Regions from separate parts of the Mus musculus genome. Here regions 2, 3 and 4 are each linked to region 1. The links are chromatin contacts, called in public HiCAR-type and promoter capture Hi-C maps. All regions are on one chromosome and are shown on one strand. The core of a region is the stretch at or near the end of the contact, and the rest is flanking DNA. Distances in the headings are between cores, read along the strand shown. Region 1 holds the start of Zfp583 (zinc finger protein 583). Region 2 holds the start of Cacng7 (calcium channel, voltage-dependent, gamma subunit 7). Region 3 holds the start of Oscar (osteoclast associated receptor). Region 4 holds the start of Mboat7 (membrane bound O-acyltransferase domain containing 7).

The links. Promoter capture Hi-C pulls out the DNA fragments that hold promoters and counts their contacts. HiCAR-type assays count read pairs that join an accessible place to other places.
Region 2: a promoter capture Hi-C map of hippocampal neurons shows a contact between it and region 1, with 5 times the contacts expected there. The contact joins the promoter of Cacng7 here to the promoter of Zfp583 in region 1. A contact is called at or near these places in 2 of 39 promoter capture datasets (hippocampal neurons and liver).
Region 3: a contact with region 1 is called in a promoter capture Hi-C map of maxillary cranial neural crest. The contact joins the promoter of Oscar here to the promoter of Zfp583 in region 1. A contact is called at or near these places in 3 of 39 promoter capture datasets (hippocampal neurons, maxillary cranial neural crest and pre-B cells).
Region 4: a HiCAR-type map of astrocytes shows a contact between it and region 1, with 5 times the contacts expected there. The contact joins the promoter of Mboat7 here to the promoter of Zfp583 in region 1. A contact is called at or near these places in 1 of 39 promoter capture datasets (hippocampal neurons) and 1 of 115 datasets of contacts at active chromatin or transcription factors (astrocytes).

The regions. Positions count from the first base shown.
Region 1 is chr7:6,326,865-6,332,705 of GRCm38.p6, forward strand. It overlaps Zfp583 (zinc finger protein 583), which reads right to left and starts at 3,570. Exons shown (of 5, transcript NM_001033249.3): 1 at 3,206-3,570; 2 at 2,391-2,452. The coding sequence starts at 2,399.
Region 2 is chr7:3,329,763-3,335,603 of GRCm38.p6, forward strand. Cacng7 (calcium channel, voltage-dependent, gamma subunit 7) reads left to right here and starts at 3,063. Exons shown (of 6, transcript NM_133189.5): 1 at 3,063-3,274. Prkcg (protein kinase C, gamma) reads left to right here. Exons shown (of 18, transcript NM_011102.4): 17 at 66-206; 18 at 384-1,337. The coding sequence ends at 572.
Region 3 is chr7:3,613,978-3,619,818 of GRCm38.p6, forward strand. Oscar (osteoclast associated receptor) reads right to left here and starts at 2,180. Exons shown (of 5, transcript NM_001290377.1): 1 at 2,064-2,180; 2 at 1,507-1,539. The coding sequence starts at 2,100. Ndufa3 (NADH:ubiquinone oxidoreductase subunit A3) reads left to right here and starts at 3,396. Exons shown (of 4, transcript NM_025348.3): 1 at 3,396-3,430; 2 at 3,640-3,714; 3 at 5,453-5,530. The coding sequence starts at 3,421.
Region 4 is chr7:3,689,963-3,695,803 of GRCm38.p6, forward strand. Mboat7 (membrane bound O-acyltransferase domain containing 7) reads right to left here and starts at 3,024. Exons shown (of 8, transcript NM_029934.4): 1 at 2,779-3,024; 2 at 2,078-2,156; 3 at 1,844-1,973; 4 at 1,300-1,426. The coding sequence starts at 2,153. Tsen34 (tRNA splicing endonuclease subunit 34) reads left to right here and starts at 3,648. Exons shown (of 5, transcript NM_001164204.1): 1 at 3,648-3,927; 2 at 4,636-4,882; 3 at 5,016-5,265; 4 at 5,390-5,659. The coding sequence starts at 4,640.

The DNA.
Region 1 (5,841 bases), core at 2,320-4,819:
ATTAAACTCAGGACATCTGGAAGAGAGTTGGTGCTCTTAACTGCTGAGCCATCTCTCCAGCCCGATCATAGACACTTAAGAATTTATGGAGATTATGTGTAATTAATTAGTTGTATCCAAACAAATCAGCAAACCGGAGACTGTTAGGTTTAAACATACACCTGTAAGCAATAACATTAATGAAAATGTACTAGTTAAAAGATTGTCAGGCTTGACTTTCAAAACCCAATCAATTACAGTCTCTTTATAACAAACAATACTTTAAAATATAATCTTTATTGACAATAATTATTTTTAAAAGCTTACTTATGTGATTTATTTATGTGTATGAGTGTTTGTCTGCATGTATGTCTGTTTGTTATGTGTGTGCCTGTTGCCCATTGAGGCCAGAAAAGGGAATCAGATCCCCTAGAATCGACATTACAGATGTTTGTGGGTGCTGGGAATCAGACTCTGCTTTTGGAAGTACAGCCAGTCTTAGCATCTGTGTACGTGCGCGCGTGCGTGCGCGCGTGCGTGCGTGCGTGTGTGTGTGTGTGTGTGTGTGTGTGTGTGGTGTGTGCATTCATACACATATACATATACATGTTATATATGTTATCTCTCACACACACACACACACACACACACACACACACATTCTCTAAAACATAGATATACTTGAAAGGGGGAAAGGTAATCTTACCTATGAATATGCCACCCACCTCATAAATCTTCATAAAACCTACTTTAAACACAACCAGAGACCTGACTGTGGTGGTACTCTGCCTTTGGGAACAGCAATCTCTATTCTTTCCCTGCTGGTGTAATGCACATAAGCATATTAACATATAATTAAACCATCAGACACCAAATGCATGAAAAAAAAGACAATGTCTATTGTTATTTATCACAATGGGAAAAATCTTCAATTCTCACACATTTTGCATACCTGCATTTTGTTTCTGGGTATTATATATGCATTTTGAAATGTTTCCTTTTGACTCTATTTCATACTATTTATTTTAGTTATTGTAGAAATATTTTTGCAACGTTTTAAAAATATAGGCTCGGTGGCTGAAGAGATGGCTTGAAGTTAAGAGCACTGGCTGCTCTCACAGAGGTCCTGAGTCAATTCCCAGCAACCTCATGGTGACCCAGAACCATCTGTAATGGGATCTGATGCCCTCCTTTGGTTTGTATGAAAAGAGATCACTCATACACATAAAATAAACTAATACATCTTTAAAAAAAAAACCACAGGCTCAATGAGCTGGAGATATGGCTCAGTAGTTAAGAACACCGGCTGCTGTGGCAGTAGACACAGGTTCAGTTCCCAGCACCTACATGGCAGCTCACAATCATCTGTCACTCGTTCTAGGGGACCTGACACCCGTTACTGATCTTCTGTAGCACTGCATGCATGTGTTGTACATACATGCATGTACATACAAGCATGTGTTGTACATACATGCAAACAAACACCCATACTCATAAAATAAAATTAACATATATTTTAAAATACAGGCTCAAGTGTTTCCTCTTACTTCCAAGGTAGAGGTCGGAGGACTGGGAGTTCAAAATCAGGGTTAGCTGGAATGAGTTGAACCCCAGCCTGGGCTACGTAAGTCACCATGTCAATACATTCCCCATAACAATTTAATTAATTAGCGGGATTGCCCAGTATATCAGCTGTGCACTGCTACTAACAGATTATCTCTAAAAGAAGAAATTACTGTTCTCATAAACAATTACTCTTCAAAGCTCCCGACAGACTAAGAAAAACGCTGCCTGAGCCTAGATGCACTTTAGCCATCAAGGTTTGAGCTAGGTGGTCGTAGTGCACGCATCTGGGAGGCAGAGGCAGACAGATCTCTGTGAGTTCAAGGCCAGCTTGGTCTACAGATCGAGTTCCAGGACAGCCAGGGCTACATAGAAAAACCCTGTCTTGGAAAACAAAACAGCACCATCCCCAATTTGATACATCGGATTTCTGAAAATCATCTTGAACATGAGTTTCTGCCAAATGCCCAAACTCTGGACCCCCCAAAAGCCCTCCTATTTCCTTTCAAACCAGAGATTGTAGAGAAAAGCTACCACACACATCTACACCTCTAATACCCACAATATGAGCTTACATAATCCCACCAAAAAAAATGTATTTTTGCCTCTTAGAGTGAGTTCCTAAGAGCACTGAACCCACAGGCGAGGCTGAACTGCGTCCTTGCTGGCCGGGGGAAAGGGTGCTCTTAGCTTAGTCTTGGGGGACTAGCTCTTGTGTTGCAGTGGAGAACAAGAGCAAGTCACTGGAGAGAGGAGATTTTGTCAGGCAGCTGAATTTCTGAAATCAAAGTGGTTTAGCCTGACTGATAAATAAGGTGGCATTCCAGGGAAAAAGAAACGCTTCTTACCTTGGACATGGCGTTAAAGCTTCAAGAATGTATGGCTGTGTTTCTGGGAGCAGGGAGGTGTCCTAAGAAAGTAAAGTGGACAGAAACAGGAAACTGTAAGTTCCAGGTGTATCCTGCAGCCCCAGCATCACACCTCTGTCCTTCTCCTCCCTCCACAGACATGCATTTGAGGTATCCCTACATTTAACAATGCTTTTCCTATGTACTGTATAGTTCTGGGACTCAACATATATTTTATGTCTAAGTTATCTCTTTCACTTATGTCTGAGCAATTTAAGACTGGCATTATTAGATTAGAATCTTCCACCTTTCACACATGAAGGTTTACATCATTGAAGATACACAAGGCAATAGTTGAGAAAATAACTGTGCCAAACTGGAAACTAGACTGGAATTTATAGTGTATAGATGACGTTAAAAGGAAGTATATCTCCACCCTTTCCATAAGGATGAGATGTAGGCCATCAAGTGAAGCTACTTTGCACAGAGTGGGTAGCAAAGGGACCATGTGATCTAGAAGACAGTGGACCAGGATCAGGATACCCTACAAATGCCCCCCCCCGCCCTTCCCCCCCTATGATATCTCATACTGTCACATATTTTCCAGCACTGTCTGTCTCAAACAGTTACACTGTTTAGATGCAATGAAATAGCCCTATACACTGTTATTCGGGCCCATACATTGTCACAGGCTCCATCCCAGCTGGTAGCAAAAGTCTTGCTGTAATAATATCACATAGTCCCAAATGCAGCCTCAAAGCCCCTCATGGCGTCTTTATCCCCACATTCCACATTGTCACAGACCCCCCTTGTACCTGGTGGCATAGTCTTGTGTATTCACACACATCCTTATGGGATCTCACAGTCTCATACACCATCATAGGCCCTTCAACACTGTGACATGGTCTCATAGTGCTACACCTATTGTCCCAGCCTCTCACTCTATGTCATAGCCAGCATTCAGTCTCACAAACTGTCACAGGCCCTGACAGTACTCTTGGCACAGTCTCAAGCCTCAGGCCTTCACAATAAAGTGGCTTGGTCTCAACCCTGTCAGATAGGTTTCCAAACACATTCTCCCACATGCTGTCATATACAGTCAACACGCTGTCACAACCCCTCAGTTTCAAGCAGTATTCAGTCTCACAGCCACAGGCATCTCGTACACAAGGTGTGGTCTGACACTGCCACTCAGATCCCCACTCCAAAGTGCTCACATATAATACACCCTCCACTGTGCAGTCACCCACACTGTCACAGCCTTTCAGTCTTACACAGTGTATGCAGTACCAGACCCCCTCACACGGTGTGGGGTCTCACTGTCATATGAGTCTTCAGACACATTCTCCCACATGATCCCTTATATTGTCACAATCTGTCACACACAATGTCACAGCCTCGGTCTCACACAGTATTTAGTCTCACAGTCAGAAGTCCTTAATACACAGTGATCCAGTCTAACACTGTCACTCAGCTGATCCCTCCCCGGTACAATCACATACACTGTCACAGTCTTTTAGTCTCACAGAGTATTCAGTCACAGGCCCCCCTCATGCAAGTGGGTGGTCTCATACTGTCACACACATGATAACCACCTCAGTCTCACACAGTGTACAGGCTCAGCCACAGTCACTCACTCATGTTCCCACACACATCCCCTAGCGCTATCACACACTGGCACAAGCCTCTCTCTCTGTTTCATGTATCTCCATACTCACAGTCACAGGCTCCCCCCATTATGGGGTGCTGTCTTATAATGTCACATACATTGTCACCGCCTCAGTCTCACATAGTTGCAACCTTACAATCATAATAGGCCCCTCATATACGGTGGCGTGGTCTCGCACGGTCACTCTGCACCCACTACACTTTCTCCCACGCGGTACCTTGATCCTCACCGAGCGTCTCCTCAGTCCTCGTCACCTCTCACTCGGCGCCGAGGCAGATCTGGCCGGGGCCGGGGCTCGATCTCGCGGCGCCGGTAGAGCTCACAAAGGCGCGGCTGCGGAGCGACTCCGCGCAAGGGCCTCTGGGAGGTGGAGTACTGCGCTTGACTGGAGCGGCGTAAGGCATGCTGGGAACGCCTTTTAGGGCGCGGCTTTCGGGGGTCCTAGAATCTCCGCTGAATTCTGTCTCTTCCCTTCCGGTCGTCAGAACCAGAACTCACTCAGGCTGCGCAGGAGCTGCTTGCTCTCCTCGGTCTCTTAGACGAGGAGTCGGGGGTGGGGGTAGTTGTGGTGGTGGTGGTGGTGGTGGGGGGGCTGTGCTCGAGCACGCATGCGCAGTGCTAGCTGGCCGGTGCCCTGTCCAGAGCAGCGGATGAAAATTGGTCATCTCCTGGTTCAGGGCCCACGTTGCTGGGTTTCTTTCTCCCTTGTTTGTTTACCTTCTCTCTGCCTTACCTTTTCACGCATCATTCATTACTCGCCTTCTGTATGTCAGACTCTGAAATGGACACAACAATGAACCCCGCCTGACCAAAATCTTCATCTTTATGGAACCAACATAGACTGGGGAGGAAGTGCGCTAGGGCTGTAACCCAATGATAGAGCTCCTGCCTAGCTAGAATGCTTGAAGCCCTAGGTTAAGTCAGCCATTGGGGGGGGGGGGCTGCTAGAAAAAAAAAAGAAGTTGGGGGGCTATTTTGGATAATATTCTTTTTTTTTAATTAAATTTATTCTCTTTACAACCCAATATCAGCCCTTTCTCTCCTCTCAGTACTCCTTTCACGCAAGTCCGTTGCCCGCCCCCCAATTCCACCTTCCCCATTTTTGAGGAGAAACCACTTCTCTGGGTATGAATTCCCCGTCCCCCCCATCAAGTCACTGCTGGACTAGGCACATCTTCTCCCACTGAGGCCAGATAAGGCTGTCAGGGATGTAGGGGTAGGGATCCACAGGCAGGCAGGCAGCAGGCTCAGGGACAACCCCTGCTCAAATTGTTGGGGGACCCGCATGAAGACCAAGCCGCTCATCTACATATGAGCAGGGGCCTAAGTCCAACCCAAGCTCGCTCTCTGTTTGTTGATTCAGTCTCTGGCAGACCCCAAGGGTCCAGGTTAGTTGACTCTGTTGCTCTTCTTTTGGAGTCCATGTCTTTTTCAGGTCCCTCGATCTTTCTCCCAACTCTTCCTTAAGACTCCCCGAGCTCCATCTTATGATTGGGTGCAAGTCTCTGCATCTTTTTCCGCTGGCTGCTGGGTGGAGCCTCTCAGAGTACAACCATTCCCTCCCCGCCCCACAAACACACTTTTTTTTTTTTTTTGAGACAGGATTTCTCTGTGTAGCCCTGGCTGTCCCGAATCTCATTCTGTAGACCAGGCTGGCCTCAAACTCAGAAATCCTCCTTCCTCTGCCTCCCAAGTGCTGGGATTAAAGGCGTGTGCCACCACTGCCCGACCATTCCCTCCACTTCTGCTCTATGCTTGTCCCTGCACATCTTGTAGGCAGGA
Region 2 (5,841 bases), core at 1,813-4,312, 3.0 Mb before region 1:
ACATGGTGACAAGTGCCTTTACTCGCTGAGCTATCTGACAGGTCCTCTCTGTGTGCTTTCCACAGTTCCTGACCAAGCACCCAGGAAAACGCCTGGGCTCAGGGCCAGATGGGGAACCCACCATCCGGGCTCATGGCTTTTTCCGTTGGATCGATTGGGAGAGGTTGGAGAGACTGGAAATTGCACCTCCTTTCAGACCACGTCCGGTCAGTTGCCCTCCCAAACTCCTGTCCCTGGAAGTTGGGGCTCCCGAGCTTCAAAACTTGTATGTGGAGGTGGGGGGCCCTTCTGCAGAGATGCTCCTAAAGGGACGAACAGAGACCACGGGGATGTGCATAGATTTTGATTATCAGGGCTTAATTTTCCTTTCGTTCGTATCATAGTGTGGCCGCAGTGGCGAAAACTTTGACAAGTTCTTCACGCGGGCAGCGCCAGCACTGACCCCGCCAGACCGCTTGGTTCTAGCCAGCATCGACCAAGCTGATTTCCAGGGCTTTACTTATGTGAACCCGGACTTCGTGCACCCAGATGCCCGCAGCCCCACAAGCCCTGTGCCCGTGCCTGTCATGTAATCTCATCTGCTGCCGCTAGGTGTCCCCAGTGCTCCCTCCGCCAAGCCGGCTGTAACACCCATCTACCCTCTCTAGTCCGAATTCTAGGTCTCTTAACCCACCTAGCCTTCTGGCCTCTTTCACGCACCCCAACGAGTTCTAGACGCTGTTTCCCAGCATTGCTGGCATTTTAAACTCAAAGAGTCTCTAGAGCCTTTCTGTGTTCTAGATTCCGTTGTGCTGAGCCCTGATTTTCCCCACCCCCAACATCTGGATACTGTTCCAACTCTTCCCAGAAACCCCACTTGGTAGTTTATGCCTTCTCTCTCCCTAGACCATTCTGGGGAAAATAGTCTCATGAGATTGCCTGCTCCAGACTAAGACTCCAGATCTGCTCCCCGCATCCTTCAAGGCTCCTCCTACCTCCACTTCAGTTGTAGAGTTAAGTGGGAGTCTGGGCTCAGCGTTCCAGACCACCTCCCTTCCACGCTCTGGGGATTCCTGGCATGCACCAAGAATTCTTTCCCCCTACTTTTCTCAGTCAGCTTTTGTTCTAGACTTGTTCCAGAATCCCTCAATGCTCACCTGCCCCGTGCATGGCTCCAGCCTTGGTCGGAATCACACACACACACACACACACACACACACACACACACACACACACAGCCCTTGTCCTCCGCAGTGCCTGCAACTTTCTGGGACTTTCTCATTCCCCACCCCCTTCCTTTATCCTCTCCCACCCAGACACAGCTGCTGGAGAATAAATTTGGGATGCTGATGCTAAAATGTTTGGATGTTTTCTTGTAAAGCTTAGGGGGCGAAGTGGGTGCGGAGGTGGGCTGGCTGTACATAGAAACAAACATGGGGGGTGGTGGAGAGAAAATGCACAGACCTGTAAAATAAAAAGAGAAGACAACTTTTGCATGAGAGCGCCATGCAAACCGTTTTTTCTGAGAAGACCGATGTGACCACATTGGTAACATACTCAATGAATAACCCTTGACCAGTGTGTCAGCAAGTGATCGACCCTCCACCCAGTTACCACACACTCATATTCACCCAGAGCAAAGTGCAGATACAGACAACATACACCAGAATCTAGAGAAGTCCTGGTAAGAAATATGAAAAGCTAGCCTACTGTGGGGAGACAGACTTGTTCAGAAGGACCCCATGTTACAGAAGGTGAGAGAACCAGAACCTGGAAGCTTGGGAACCAGTTAGCAAGGCAGAAGACAGGCAGAAACGTCCTCCCGGCCTCTTTCTCCCCTGACCCACTTTGCAAGTACGTGTGGAGGAGAGCAGGGAGTGAAGGGGACCAATCAAGATAAGACTACGTTTCCCAGCAGACATCGCAGAAGACCCTGCCCCCCTCCCCAGGTGCTGTCCTCTGGCCGCCAGGGCTGATGGGGAATGTAGTCTCTGGATCGGGCAAGCCAGCAGAATGGTGCCCCTGTCAGTGTGTTTGGAGGGGACAGAACCTCAAAAGCTTAGCAGGTTCCTTTGAAGGCCTGGCATCTCTCCTCCGGATCTTCGAGTCTCACTCCAACTGGAGGCTGAGGTTACCCCTTTCTCTGGTATCACCTCTCCTGTACTCTTATCACGTTCCTGAAAGCCCCAGTCCAAGTTTCGACCCTCGGCGGGCAGCCTGCCCCTTTAAGAGTGGCCCCGCTGACATCACGGCGGGGGGGGGGGGTGCTGGCCCCGCTCCCAGCTCCGCGGCGGCTGCAGGACCCGGCTCTGCTCTGCGCCTGCCCGCCAGCTGCTCTAGGGACCCGGCCCGGGACGCCCCTTCCCGCCTTCTTCAGCTGCCCAGACCCCCAGGCTCCGCCCCTTGCCTGGCTACAGCCCCAGTCCTCGTCAGGGGGATATCCCATCCTGGCTTGCCCCTGCTGTCTCTCCTCAGAAAGTCAGTCTCTCTCTCTCTCTCTCTCTCTCTCTCTCTCTCTCTCTCTCTCTCGTCTATTTCTCTCTATTTTTCTATTTCCCCATCCCATCTCCTACAAGCTTAAGGTCCCTGGATTTCAGTTTCCTTTGGTCCAAGGCCTCTGAGCTCTCCTTGCCTGGATTTTGGGGCTCTCTGACCTCTCTACTCCCAGGGCCTCAAAATCTCTGAGCCGCTGGAGTGGTGGGGGTGGGGACACCTGAAACTACTCCATCTCTGTCTCCTCTTTTCTGTCTGTCTTTTCTAGTCTCAGGACGCGTGAGTTCCAGAAAATATTTCTCTCTCTCTCTCTTCTCTCTTCTCTCTCTCTCTTCTCTCTTCTCTCTTCTCTCTTCTCTCTTCTCTCTTCTCTCTTTTCTCTTCTCTCGCTCTCTCGCTCTCGCTCTCGCTCTTGCTCTCTCTCTCCTTCTTGGGCTCTCTGCCTCTGTTTCTATTCTCTCTCCCTCCCTGCCTGCCTCCCTGCCTTCCCCCCATCCTGAAGGCTCATCTCATTCCCTCGCTGCATCCTTCTCCCTCCCTTCCCGCCCCTCCCCTCCTCCGCATTAGCCAATGAGCGGCCGCTGGTCCCTGCTCCCGGCTGCGTCCGCTGAGTGAGGCCGCGGGCGAGGGGGGTGGGGGGTGGGAGGCCCGGAGGGGGCCGGGACGCCGGGCTCGGGGGCGGGGGCGGGGGGCGCGGGCACCGGAGACCCCGGTGGCGGCAGCGGCGGCCGGGGAAAACCGCGGGGCCGGTCATGCGGCTGCGGGGCCCGCGGCCCGGAGCGTCCGCCCAGCCCTGAGAGAGGTAAGAGCGAGGGGAGGGTCCGGTGAGGCAAGGGGGCTCCGAGCTAGACCACTCTCAGCCGGAATTGGGGCTCGGGGGAGGTTAGAGGGGCTCCAGGTATGGGATCCTGAGGATTTCAATGTTGAATTTGGGAAGGTTTTGGCGGATAGAGGAACATTTGGGCCTGGTGGATCCCGGAGGACCTGGGGTCCGAGGGTCCGAGAGTAAGAAAACAAACTCGGTGTTTGAGAGTTAAGAGACCGTCGCCACTGGGTAGGCTCTAGGCGGGGTCTTTGAGGAAGCGGATCACGACGAAGGAGGAGGGCCCAGGCCGGTAAGAGCAAGCCGTGAGTCTGGGAAAGGGTCCTAAATAAAGCGGAGAGTTACGGACTCCAAGGATATCGAAGGGAGATGGAGTTTGGACTTGGGCTTTGAGGAATGGCACTTGAGCCATTCAGATATCCAGATCGCGGAAACGCTGGCGTAAAGGATCAATCAGAAGGAGATTCCAGGCCTGGTGATGGTGGAGGTGGGGGTGTCCCAGAGGTGGAATGGCAGCAGAATAAAGAGCTGTGTGGGTCAGGTAGAAAGAAGATGAACTGGACGTGAGAAGGAATGGGATTAATGTAAGAAGTGAGGGGAATTGGAAAGGTCCAGCTCCCCAACTGCTAGTCTAGTAGGAGGAGCAGACCCGAAGGCTGAGGTCAGCTCCCCAGACCAAGACAGTCCGGTGATTGGGTAGATAATGCTTGTATGAGCTGAGTACTGAAAGCAGAGCAGGCAGCTGGCGGTCAAGCCCCAGAGCCACTTGAAGGGGGATGGGAAGAAAAGCTAGACAGCTCTGTTAAATCTAGATCTTTGGGTCCTCCACGAGGCTGGGGCTGAAAGTGAGGGGTTCTGGACCTAAGAACCCCAGGATGTAAGTGGTGACTCTGATTCTATGGTCTTTATTGGGATGGAGTAGAATCCAAAAGCTTACAGAATTCTGATGGAGCCAAGTAGAGTCTCATGTCTTAATTGCATATTGGGAAAATGTTTGGGGGAGGTGTCTCAAACTTTGTAATGAAAAAGATGGTGGGTGGGAGCTGGAGAGATAGTTTAGTTAAGAACACTTGCTGCTCTTCCAGAAGACTCGAGTTTGTTTCACAGCACCTGTCAGGTGATTCACAATTGTCTCTCAACACTAGCTCCAGAGGCCCCATCACCTCTGGCTTCTTCCAATGTATCCATCACCTCTAGACTCGGGTACATTCTCTTGAACATACCCCACATGTAGACACACACACCTACCCAGAGTTTGTTTTTTAAGGGGATGGGTATATCTCTGGTCATAGAGGACTCTGGCTGAGAGTAGCTTGGGGATACTCAGGTGAGTCCTGAGTGCACATTATTGCATTTTGTGTCAAGGAGAGATTTCTTGTAGGGGCGTGGTAGTGTAAGAATTATAGATAAAGAATTTGGAGGCTGTTGAGATGGCTTGGTTGGTAAAGGTGGTTGCTTCTGAGCCTGATGGATGACCCCAGATCCCTGGGACCCACATAGTCAGAAGAAAGTACCAACTCTCGAAAGTATCTCCACATGAGTGCCATGGAGACCACACACATGCACACACACATAAACACACAAACATGATAAATGCATGCATACATACAAAAAAAATTGAACCCTTTAGGACCTCCTTGTTAGAACTTTTAAGCTCCTAATTAGAACTTGGGAGGTCTCAGATATAAACCAACTGGGTATTTCTTGACTGGAGAATACAGAAAGGACTTAGATATTACCGACTGAAAAGTTCTACCATGGGATATCAGAGTCCAGAGTCTGGTAGAATTTGGAGGATGGAGATGGGGAATTCTTTTTTTTTTTTTTTTTTCTTTTCTTTTGGTTTTTCAAGACAGGGTTTCTCTGTATAGCCCTGGCTGTCCTGGAACTCACTTTGTAGACCAGGCTGGCCTCAAACTCAGAAATCTGCCTGCCTCTGCCTCCCGAGTGCTGGGATTAAAGGCGTGCACCACCACGCCCGGCTGAGATGGGGAATTTATGATTGGAAAGCCAGTTCAGAGTGCTGTTTTCTTGTTTACTGGGCAAGGGAGATTGGTTTTACTGGAGCTTTCTGATTGTGAATGCTGGGTTTGAGGGGCTCAGCTCAAGCTCTTGAAAGTCTCAAATCCAAATCATAGCTTCAGATCTCTGGGTCTTAATATCTTGGAACAGATTCCAGGACCCCAGGATCACAGACCTGCCTGGATAAGGTAGAGTTAGGTTTGGACCTAAGATTGTACAAGTGATTTGATCCGAAGCTAGGGAGGTGGCTTAGAGTATAAAGCATAAGGCACAGAAGTGTGAGGCTCTGAATTGTGATTCCTCGAACCCATGTAAGGATGATAGATAGCATGGATCTGTAATAGAAGAATTTCTATGGTGAGAGGGAGGTAGAGATAGGAGAATCTCTAGTTCAAGTTTGCATACCAGCTAGCTTAGCATGAGAAGGAGCAAACAAGAGGCCCTATTTCAAGCAAGGTAGAAGGAGACTGACACCTAAGGTTGTCTTCTGACCACCACACATGTGTGCTCATACTCATGTAAAC
Region 3 (5,841 bases), core at 930-3,429, 2.7 Mb before region 1:
TTAATCCCAGCACTTGGGAGGCAGAGGCAGGCGGATCTCTGGGTTCAAGGCCAGCCTGGTCTACAGAGTGAGTTCCAGGACAGCCAGGGCTACACAGAGAAACCCTGCCTCAAAAAAAAAATTAAAGAGGAAATATAACTATCTAATAATTGGAAAATATCTCTAAGACAGAACATAAGTTTAACACTTAAGACACAGAACAGGATGACTCATAAAATACTAATTCTGATCTGGTAAGAAAAGGAGGAAGTATGTAAATGCATGGTACGGATGAGTGCTGGGAACCTTTCAGTAGGATTCGGGAACATGGGAAGGGGAAGAAGAAGCCTGTTGCATCTTTTGGTAATAACTGGGCCTTTATAACCACGAGTACCTATTTGATTTATCATTTAAATAGATTTAACATTAGGATGCTGGAGAAATGGCTTAGCAGATAAAAGTACTTGTTGCCCTTGCAAAAACTGGGGCTAGGATTCTCAGCAGCTCATGGTGGCTTACAAGCACTGTACCTCCAGTTTCAGAGGCTCCTCCTGCTGTCTGCTGAACTCTGCGAGCCCTGGACATGCATGTGGTGTGTATGCATGCAGGCAGAACATTCATGTACATAAAACTAAATCAACTGATAACTCAGGGATGAATGGCTTCCCAGTGGTTCTCAGGCCAAATTGAAGCATAGTGGGAAAAATTGAAGAGAGAAGAATTATCTCCTCCATCAAAACCCTGAGAAGAAGCCATCTCGGGTGGGGGAACCTCCTTCTGTGGAAGGCAGGCTCCCGTGAGAGAAGCTCGTATACTTGGCATTGAGGAACTCCTATGTCTGGAGCCTTGAAATATGCCAGGATCTGGCCCTATAGTTTCCCTATATAACTACATTAAATCCTCACTGCAGCCGACTTACCTAAGGAAATGGAGGCTTCAAGACCCCTGTTTTTTTTGTTTGTTTGTTTTTCTTTCTTTCTTTTTTGTTTTTGTTTTTGTTTTTTCCACACAGGGTTTCTCTGTGTAGCCCTGGCTGTCCTGGAACTCACTCTGTAGACCAGGCTGTCCTCGAACCCAGAGATCTGCCTGCCTCTGCCTCCCGAGTGCTGGGATTAAAGGTGTGCGCCACCACGCCCGGCTAAGACCCCTGGTTTGTTCAAGGACATGCAATAATGAACAAGATTGTCTAGGTCTCCTTAACATCCACATTCATGGTCATCTCTATTCACCTATAGTGGTTACTAAAGAGATGAAGGACAAAGTGAAGGGAGAAGAGAGCAACATGCAGGGGGCAAGGAGGAGGGGATGGAGGAAGAAGGAAGGAAGGCTATGAAAGGGGGAAGGGAAAGAGACAGGAGAAAAGGGAGAAGAAAAGAGGCAAGGTATGTAGTGGAGGAAGGGATGGAAGGAGAGAGGAAGAGAGGGGAATGAGGGAATCTGGGGTGAAGCTAGGCACAAAGATAAAATGAGTTGTTGGAGGCGAGGTGTGAGCAGCATAGCATAGAGCAGGTGGAGTCTCCCACTCACCTGTTGGTGTGAAGTCAGCACGGCATGCAGGCCCTGCAGAAGGTGAAGAGTTGGTTTTTACAAAGCCCTTTGTGGACTACCGTCTCCCCTCTAAGGAGCCCTAGACTCTGATTACATGAAGCCTGCCACCGTCTTTTTTAGGATCAAGCAAAACTCTGTACTTCCATTCCCCATACTTAAGAAGCTGCTGTCTGACCCAAGAGGACAGGCCTCTGTTCCCCACCTTTCCTAAGAACAATACTTTGCTCCTTGGGGTTTCTCTGCCTTGGGGTTTGAAGGTTTAGATGCCCCCTCCCTCCAGCACAGTAGACTTGCCCATTTACCATGAGAACTGAATACATTCTTTGACCCCTAGATATCCCTTACTCTCCTCTGCCTGGAGATCCAGAGAAACCTATGCTCACCCCCGACCCAGCAATCTGTCTTCCCCCGTTTAGGACTCAGGTATCTGGGTACCAGTCCTGATTCCTTTTTCTAAATTGGATGTTGAATTCCATATGAACAGATATAGCCCTCAGCCCAGCCAAGGATCCACACACAGGGGAGGGACAGCTCACAGAGAGTCGACAGCTGGAGTATCAGCGACAGGACCATGGTGGGCACTCTCCGTGGAGCTGAGGAAAAGGTTGACCCTGCCTTTTTCACTCTGAGGAAATGAAGCAACACCAGAAAGCCATGTGAGAGTCCTGTTTAGGGAACAGAGGAGTCAGGTGGAGGCTCCTGGGTAACTGTGTCATAGTTTCATTGTCTTGGAAAAAGTTGCAAGATGGAACAGTCATAGCCTCTGGTGTTCTTTAATTTAACTTAAAAGTTGGGGAGGAGGGCTGAGGACGTTGTCGCTAAGTAGAAGACCACTTGCCCAGAGTAGCCTCAGCACTGAGGAGAGAAAGGAAAGGGGCAGGTGGGAGGAAGAAAAATGGAAAAGAGGAAAAAAACAACAACAACAACAAAAAAAACAAAACAAAAAGGTAGAAAGGGAAAAAGAAGCTTGCTGTACAATATGTACTATGCCGGTAACAAGAGAAGGCTCAGACTCCATTACTGCTCTCACTGTCCAGTCCAGATATGTTAATTTTTTTAAGTGATGTGCATTATCTTAGAGGCTCAGGCTTGTAATCTCACCAGCTTGAGAAACCAAGGCAGGAGGCTGTCAAGTTCAAAGATTGCAGGGCCAACTTGAGCCATTTAATGCCCTGTCTCAAAATAAAAAGTAATGAAAGGGCTGAAAAATGTGGCTCAACAATAAAAGATATGCCTAAAATCCACCAGCAGGGACCTGGGATAGTAGAATCTATCAGCAAGTGGACGGAGGAGTGGCTCAATCGGAGATGGGTAGCCTAGCCTGTCCTGGTTTCAGTTTTCAGCACTAAGGGGCAGATGGAGGGAAAAGCCATGATCTGCATGCTAGTAACACAAAGCACAGGCAGTCCTTAATATATTTGGGATTAATTTAGAATTTCCAGAATGAGCTTATGTCTAGATGTGATCTCAATGTAAAGCTGACTTTTTTTTTTTTAAGGTTTATTTATGAGTACACTGTTGCAGTCTTCAGACACACCAGAAGAGGGCGTCAGATCCCATTGCAGATGGTTGTCAGTCACCATGTGGTTACTGGAAATTAAACCTTTGGAAGAGCAGACAGAGCTCTGAGCCATCTCTCCAGCCCAAAGCTGACTTTATTACAGGAGAACGTTATGTTACTTCTCCGATGCATTTGCTGAGTTATAAACTATAAGAAAATGGTGAGGCCAGCAGGTGTTCAAGGTGGTTTAAATCTTTCAGTCCTCTTAAGCCTCACTCCAGAACTACAACTCCCGAAAGGGTCCACGTCCTCGCCCAAGGGGCGGGGCCTCACGCAAGGAGAAGGACCACAACTCCCAGAGAGCTCCGCTCCTTGTCGCCGCCAAGAACAAGATGGCCGGGAGTAAGTACAGGTTTGGAGCTCGCGGGGATCAAGTAGTTCCAGGAAACTGTGGGCTGATCCGTGGCTGAGTCTCAGTGGAGCCTTGGGGACCGGTAATCCGTCCCAGAATAGGGGCGCGGCAGTCACGAGGGTGCAGAGCAGGGGTGATACGAGAGTGTTAGAGGTCACCGCAGTAGTCCCCAAGGGTGACTGTCTTCTCACCTCTCTAGGAATCTCTGCCTTCCTCAAGAATGCCTGGGCGAAGGAGCCGGTGCTGGTGGTGTCCTTCTCTGTCTGGGGCCTCGGTGAGTGCCCCCTTCCCCGGCGCGAAAGTGCATCCTCCACCCGGAAGTCATCAGCATTCCACGGCACAGTTTCATCTCGCATCCCCTTGCCAGCCATATCCTGACATTACTGTCGCTCTTCCCTCACCACACACAAGAGGTGCACATTCAACTCAGTTTGACTCTGTAGGCAGAACTCCTCGGCGAAGTCTGACTTATGCAAATCTCTCAGCAAGCCTCCCACCTTGCAGTGGGACAGGGTTACTCACAGTTCTGATGCATTGAAGCCCGGGAGATGGAGGTGACCTGTTAAATTTTCATTCTGAAAGTCTGGGGTGAGGCCTTGGATTTGGCAGCCATCACAGTACCAAAATTGTCAGTATTGCTGGCCTGGAGTGTGACAGAGAAGTTCTAAAACCCACCACCAGCTATCTACCACCCTGACTTTCAAAGACCTAGAATGCTCTAATGTATGTGGTTTTAATTGATTATATGTTGAAATAGTGATTTAATGTATACTTGGTTCGTTCTTAAAGTTAAAATTACATTTTTTAAGGTGTGTGTGTGTGTGTGTGTGTGTGTGTGTGTGTGTGTTGGCTACCAGTTGGGTTTGGGGGGTCGGAGGACAACTTACTGGAGTCAGTGCTCATTCTGAGTTCCAGTGAGCAGGTAATTTTAACTATTGAGCTCTCTCACCACACTAAGGTTAAAAACTTCCTTGAACTGACTTCTTCTGAATCTTTTCAGTTTTCTTTTTTATAGAGGATACAAATCACTTAGCTCAAGTGGGCCTCAAACTCACAGCAGTCTGCCTTGGGTTCTTATGTGTTGATATCACACGCCTGAGCCACCATCCCTGCATATCTTTATTTTATTTTATTTTAATTATTATTATTATTATTTGGTTTTTCGAGACAGGGTTTCTCTGTGTAGCCCTGGCTGTCCTGGAACTCACTCTGTAGCCCAGGATGGCCTCGAACTCAGAAATCCACCTCTGCCTTCCAAGTGCTGGGATTAAAGGCATGCGCCACCACTGCCCGGCACGTATCTTTTCTTAAAAATGTGTGTGCGCCTCTGGAGGCAAGAAGAGGACGTAGGTTCTTTTTCCTTTGGAGTGGGAGATATTAGGCATTTATGAGCTGCCTGACATGGCTGCTGCGGATTGAACTCAAGTCTTCTGGACGACTAGAAAGTACTCTCCTTACCTGAAGAGCCATCTCCCAGCCCCCTCAGCTTTTACACACTATGTTATCTGTGTTTCTGTATCCACATATGTGGGAGTGCTCACAAAAGCCAGATACGTTTGTTGGATGCTGTGGAACTGGAGTCAAAAGGTGCTAGGAGCCAAACTCTGCAAAGCAGCAAGTGTTCTTAATTGCTGAGCCATCTCTAGCCCCTTAACATGTGTAGTTTAAGATGTGAAATTAACATGTGGTTATTAACTTGTATCAGCAACACTAACCTGATACATTCCTTTCATGGCTATAGCCCACATGGGCTAATCTAAAGGCTATCTATCGTGACCAGTCTTTGGACCTCATGTGTTCCTGAGTGCTTGTCTCCAACCTCTATGCTATTCTCCACTCTCAGGATTTACACTGACCCAGGTTAAGTGGGGATGGTTGAGTGCTGAGGACCCACCAAAGGGCCCTACTGGTTGTGCTGGCCTTTTCTCGCTCCCTTTTGCCAGGGCTTTTTCTACCCTTTCCCCACCCCTGGAGAGCTACTTCATCCTGGGGTCTTTTGTCTTTCTCCACAGCTATAATTATGCCCATGATTAGCCCCTACACCAAGTATGCTAGCATGATCAACAAGGCCACACCCTACAACTACCCAGGTGAGCAGGGACCTGTGTTGGGGGGAGGGCCAGACATCTGTGTAGGAGAGTCCTTAATGCATTGAAATGTTCTTTGTCCACGCTTTTTTTTTTCCTTTCCTTTTCTTTTCTTTTCTTTTTTCTTTTCTTTTGAGATAGGGTTTCTCTGTGTAGCCCTGGCTGTCCTGTAACTCACTTAGTAGACCAGGCTGGCCTTGAACTCAGAAATCCACCTGCCTCTGCCTCCCAAGTGCTGGGATTGAAGGGGTGCACCACCACCGCCCAGTTTGTCCACACTTTTAAGTTACCCTAACATGCTCTCTCCAGATTTC
Region 4 (5,841 bases), core at 1,774-4,273, 2.6 Mb before region 1:
TCATCCTCAAAGCAACATGTCCCACATGAATCGGAATCACTGTCTACAGCCCACAGTGTATATGGATCAAGCTGCTTCATAGTCACCTAACTGGTCTGTTCCAGACAGGGTCTTATACAATCCAAACTATTGTCAAACTCCTCATTCTGCAGCCTTTACTTGCCGAGAGCTGGAATTACCAGTGTTCACCAGCACTCGAGCCTTTTGGGTTTTCTGTTTTTGTTTCTTCCAGAGCCACTCAGTCTAGGTGTCAGGATTCAAACTTAGGTCAAAAACAAACAAACAAACAAACAAACAAACAAACAAACAAACAAACTTCTTCCTGAGGGCATGGGGCCACAGAGCCCCCTATGGCCTGGCTTCCGTTGCCCTTTCAACCACGTGTTATTCAGAAAGTGCGTGGACGTGGCAAGCATAGTTTGCAATGCCCAGCCTGTTCCTATCTACATGTGTAGGTTCGTACACACCCAAAAGGCACTTCTTCCAATGCACAGCTGACCAATCTCTGCCTAATGTTGTGTCTGCCATAAGAACAAAGATGTCTGGAGAAACCAGTTCTCCACCTGGCTGGACTGTCCATGGCTACGTTGCTGGAGCCTAGAACATAGCAAGAGCTCACGACTGTTGTAGTCTGGGCTAGGCACTGAGGACCACTCACTTCTTGCCCTTTTCTTAGGTGATTAAGATTCAGACCCATGGCTAAGAATGTAGTTCATTTGGTCAAGTGCTTGCCTAGTGTGTTGAGGTCCTTGGCTCGAGTCCCCAGAACCATAATAAACCAAGCACAGTGGTGCAAGCCTACAATTCTGGCACTCGGGAGCTGGAGGCAGAATCAAAAGTTCAGTGTCTTCTTTGTTTGAGACCAACATAGGGTGCTACACGAGCCTCTGTTTCAAAAATGAAAAACCAAACCTGCACTTTGTCCCAGCTTTGAGCCCTTGGGCCGGATACCTTCTCTATAGAGTAATTTTCCTCCTTGGAGGACGGTTTGCTACAGACTCAAGAAGAGCATGTTAGCAAAACACACTGGGGAGGAAGATTCTAGGTGTGCCAAATGGCTTGTGATAGAGCACTCAGGTTATCTCCTTATCCTGCAATGAGTGGAGAGGTGAAGACTTGCTCCAGAGGATGTGGGAGGTGAACTCTGTCCCCAGGGAGAAATGAAGTCCCAAGCTTAGGGTTTGTGAAAGATAAAACTCCACAGCCCTCCCCCTACTATGAGAAAGTCTGGGAGGAGAAAGCAAGGAGGCTCCCCAGCTCCCAGGGAGACTAAAAGAAGTAGTGTTCGCCAAGTCTCACCTTCAGTGTCAACAGCAGCTGGACAGCATTGGTGAAGGGCGTGGGAGTGGGCAGGCCCAGCAGGCTGAGGGCTCGGAAGAAGAGGAGATAGGAGAAGGTCCAGGCAAGAGCCAGGGCATGGCAGGAGCTAGGACAGAGGTGGGAAGTCATAATGTTGGGTACAGGGACCTTAGCCTCTGTTTCCTTCTCCTGAGATACCCACCCCCGCCCCTGCCCACATTCAGACAGAGAAGAAGAGGTGAGAAGACTGGTGAGTAACAGAGACAGAAGAGGCACAGCCAGAGATAAGAAAAGAATGACCGGCATTAAGAGAAGCTTCTGGAAGAAGGAAGGCACTTCAGCCAGAGCTCAGCCTGACTGGACTATGGAAGTCAGTCTGCCACATGGATACTGAGGACTGGGGCAAAGACACAAGGTGGGAAGAAAGATGGCCAAGGCATAGCGACACACAGTAAGATTAAAGGAGAAGAAATAGAAGACTCGAAGAGGAAACAGACTGCTGCTTCTCTGCATCCTTCTTCCTTTCTCACCACCTAGTTCTCACCAGGGCTGGGCCTGAATGAGGGCCCAGGTTCCCAAGATGGTGATCAGAGAATGCAAACTGTGGGGGCCACAGGTGAATAAGGTGAGCCCCAGGCCCACAGCTGCTGCCCCCCATCTCTTCAGCCCAGGTCCTGAAAGGAAAAGGTAAAGTATAAGCCTAGAACCTTCGGGAGGGGTGATTCCCCACCCCAGCTCCCTCACCCTAATTTTCCACTAGACAAGGAACCTGACTCACCAGCTTTCTTAAAGAGGAAGCCAACAGGGATGGAGATAAGAAGGACCATTAGATATGTCCATTCTTCGGGTGTCATGGTCTGGGGGAGGAAGGACTCACAGTGAGAACCAGTATTCCAGTCCCTTCCTCTTTTGAAGACAGTAGAATCCCCTTTGAGAACCCAGGCCTCCAGCTCACTCCTCCTTCCAGGACCCAAGAATTAAGCCCCCACCCCACCCCTTTGCCAATGTTGAAATCAAAAGTACTTCTACTTCCATTTATGACCCACACCTTCCGGCCAGAAAAACAATCCTTCACAACACCCCTCTTCTCTGAGAGCCCAGGAATCTGTATCATCCTCACCCTCCTGAGTACATTGGAGCCCTTCTGGGTCCCCAATTTCCTCTGCGTCTTACAGGACCCAGTACTCCCACTCCCGCCCAGCTCGGAGAAGCCCAGCATTTAGCATCCTGTTTTCTAAGCTCTGAGCTCTGGGCTCCTCTTTAACCCGTACCTCGGAGAGAAGGCAATGACCCTGTACGATCTGCAAGCACCTTTCGTAGCCCAGCCCCGCGCAGCGAAGGCCAGCGTGTATCCGATTCTGCCTCGGCAGATCCACAGGCGGTTACGCCACCCAGCCCGGCCACGCTCTGGGCGCTGTCCCCGCACCCCGCCACCCTACGATCTTCGTGACGCCGCCATGCAACCCAACCTGGGCCCACCTGAACCGTCCGTGGGCCAGAAGACTGCGGAGCTCCTTTTCGAGGCCGCCTCGGCTCGCGCCACGCCTCCCCAGCTCAGCACGCCCCCGCACTGCCCGTTCTGGAGGGCGCCGGCAGGGCTGCGCGGTCCAGGCCCCGAGAGCCGCGGCTGTACGAGTTACAGCACCGCAAGAAAGGTACCCAGAACACCAGTCTGCCGCAAGATGCCTGTCGCGATCTTTCTAGGAGGTCCCCGGGCAAAGAGCTGCCAGTACGTGAAGGGGCGGGGTTTCGGGTCAGAGAGGCGGGGCCAAGATCTTCGAGTCCCGTTGAGACTTGAGGAGGAGGGACCTGGAGCTCAGAGACAGACTTTCAGCTTCGGATTCCTTCGGGCACACTCGGTCATTCAAGCCCTCGGCATGGAGTGCCACAGCTTCGGCTTACTTCGGGGATAGCCGAATTCCAAAGTCACGGCTCGGAATTAGATGCGTTTACAAACTCGGCCGGATGTAGGCGGGACCACACACTTCGGCTTGATTCGGAAATAATCGGGTCCAAAAGTCGTTGTGTAGTGTTAGGCGGGCTCAAGAACGCAGAACGAAGTAGGCGGGACCGCATGCTTCGGCTTACTTCGGAGATAGTCGGAATCAGCCGGGGTCCGAGAGTCAAAGAACCACGGGGTGTGGGCGGGATCGCATATTTGGACTTACTTCAGATAGCTGAATGCTTTTTCAGGTCACGGTCAAATGATATTGAGGGCAGCCGTTTTGGCCTAACTTTGGAAATAATCAGTAGACTTAACAGGCTGAGCTAATAGTCTTGAGGGAGGAAGGCGGAGCCACAGAAGACCGGAAAACGGCGAAGGGGCGGGGCCGACATGACTGGTGGATTTGGGGGCGAGGCCAGAGCAATGACCCTCAAGGTCCCATTTGTGCAGACCGGAGTGGCAGTGAGGGCTTTCTTGGCTTTTCCGCTTTGCTGACCTGACGGGATGACGGAGGACGCGCTACGTAGGGCCAGCTCCGCCTTAGCCGAGAGTTGGTGTTGGCTAGGGGTTGACTTATTGCCTCTGCCTGAGGACAGTACGACAGATTGAAAGGGAGCCACGACGCACACTGCACCTCGAGTGCGACTGTGGATTCAATCGTAATTGTGAACTCCTTAAATTGGGTAGGAAGTGGGCGGGGCCACAGCTGGAAGAACGATGGGATCTGGCTAGGGTCGAATGCTGAACCTTTTGCAACTTAGAGGGGGTGGCTGATTCTACTGAGCCGAGATCTCCCGCATGCGTTCGGGAATAGAGTCGAGATCTTCCGAAGGCTGAAACGCTTGCGTTCGGGTAGGCAGGACTCCCGATTGAGCCGAATTTAGGATGCTGGAACATCGAACAGCTGGCGCAAGACAGGACTGGGTTTCTTTTAAAGTCCGACTCAGAATAGGCGGGAAAGGCGAATCTGGGCACTTCGAAAGGGGAGGGGCTGGGCTCCAAGTATTTAGAAGAGGGTGTGGCTTGAGCAAACCACCCTACATTGAGGTTCTGAGATTTGACGGACGCATAAGAAGACACCCACTTTGCAAAAAGGGCGGTGCACCACTATGGCGGGAGGTCTCTCTGAGGGGACGAGAGATGGTGGTACGCTTTGGCAGAGAAGATGGTCACCTGGAGCTGAGGGGGAGCGGAACGGTGGGACCTGGGTGAGGGGCGTGGTCTTAACTGGTCCCTGGGTAGATCTTGGCTGGGGGGCGGGGGGGGGCAGGTGGCAACCCCAGCCCCGCCCCTTGGGGGGTGAGGGGCGGGGTCTTGCGCTGAGGGCGTGGAAGACTTCAGTCGGGTCGGTGGGGCTGTTTGGGTGACCGCGACGCACCCCCACTCCGCAGGAAGATGCTGGTGGTGGAGGTCGCAAATGGCCGCTCGCTGGTGTGGGGAGCCGAGGCCGTGCAGGCGCTGCGGGAGCGTCTGGGAGTCGGGGGACGCACGGTGGGCGCCCTGCCCCGCGGGCCCCGCCAGAACTCGCGCCTGGGCCTTCCGCTTCTGCTGCTGCCTGAAGAAGCCCGGCTCCTGGCCGAGATAGGCGCGGTGACCCTAGTCAGCGCCCCGCGCCCGGACCCCCGCAACCATGGCTTGGTAAGAAACGAAAGGCCCTGATAGTGGGAAGGCCTGGGAGGGCCTGTTGGAAGGTTGTAAACTGGTCAGAATTCCTGTCTTCCTAAGGGACTGCAGGATGTGTCTTGGGGTTCCAGTTAAGTTTACTTCTCAGGCCCTAGCATCGTTCAAACGCCAGCAAGAGCAGAGTTTCCAGGATCAGAACACTTTGGCAGCCGAGGCCCGGGAGACCCGGCGTCAGGAGCTTCTAGAGAAGATCGTAGAGGGCCAGGCTGCCAAGAAGCAGAAGCTGGAACAGGATTCAGGGGCAGATGAAGGAGGCCAAGAAGCCGGTGGAAGTGAGGCTACCCAAGGGAGTGAGACCAGTGATGATGGCCAGCCTTCTGCGGAGCAGGAGGGAGCAGGTGAGATTTTAGGATTTAGAGTTAAAATTTGGGGCAGGAGGGAGGGAAACTTTGGAGAATTTTAGTTGGATTTTTCTGGCGCTAAGGAGACCTTGTGGACTCAGTAAATTCTTTTTGCTCCCAGCCCCATCCCTAGATTCTTCATCTCCCCAACCAGGACCTTCAAATGGGGTGACTCCCTTGCCCAGATCAGCCCTGCTTATCCAGCTGGCCACTGCCAGGCCTCGGCCTGTAAAAGCTAAGCCTCTGGACTGGCGTGTGCAGTCCAAAGACTGGCCCCATGCTGGCCGTCCTGCCCACGAGCTGCGCTACAGCATCTACCGAGACCTGTGGGAGAGAGGTTTCTTCCTCAGCGCAGCAGGGAAGTTTGGTGGTGACTTCCTGGTCTATCCTGGTGAGTTTGGGGGGACTCTGGTGGCTGTACCTTTTCTAATGGTCTTTATTTGTTGTGCATTTTCTTTTTTTTGTCCCATTTCTTCTCCCAGGGGACCTAAAACAGGACAACAAATATGCCAGAATTCTCTTGAACTCATGGAGGGTAGTCTTGTCAAACACAGGTTCTCTTCCCGGAGCCAA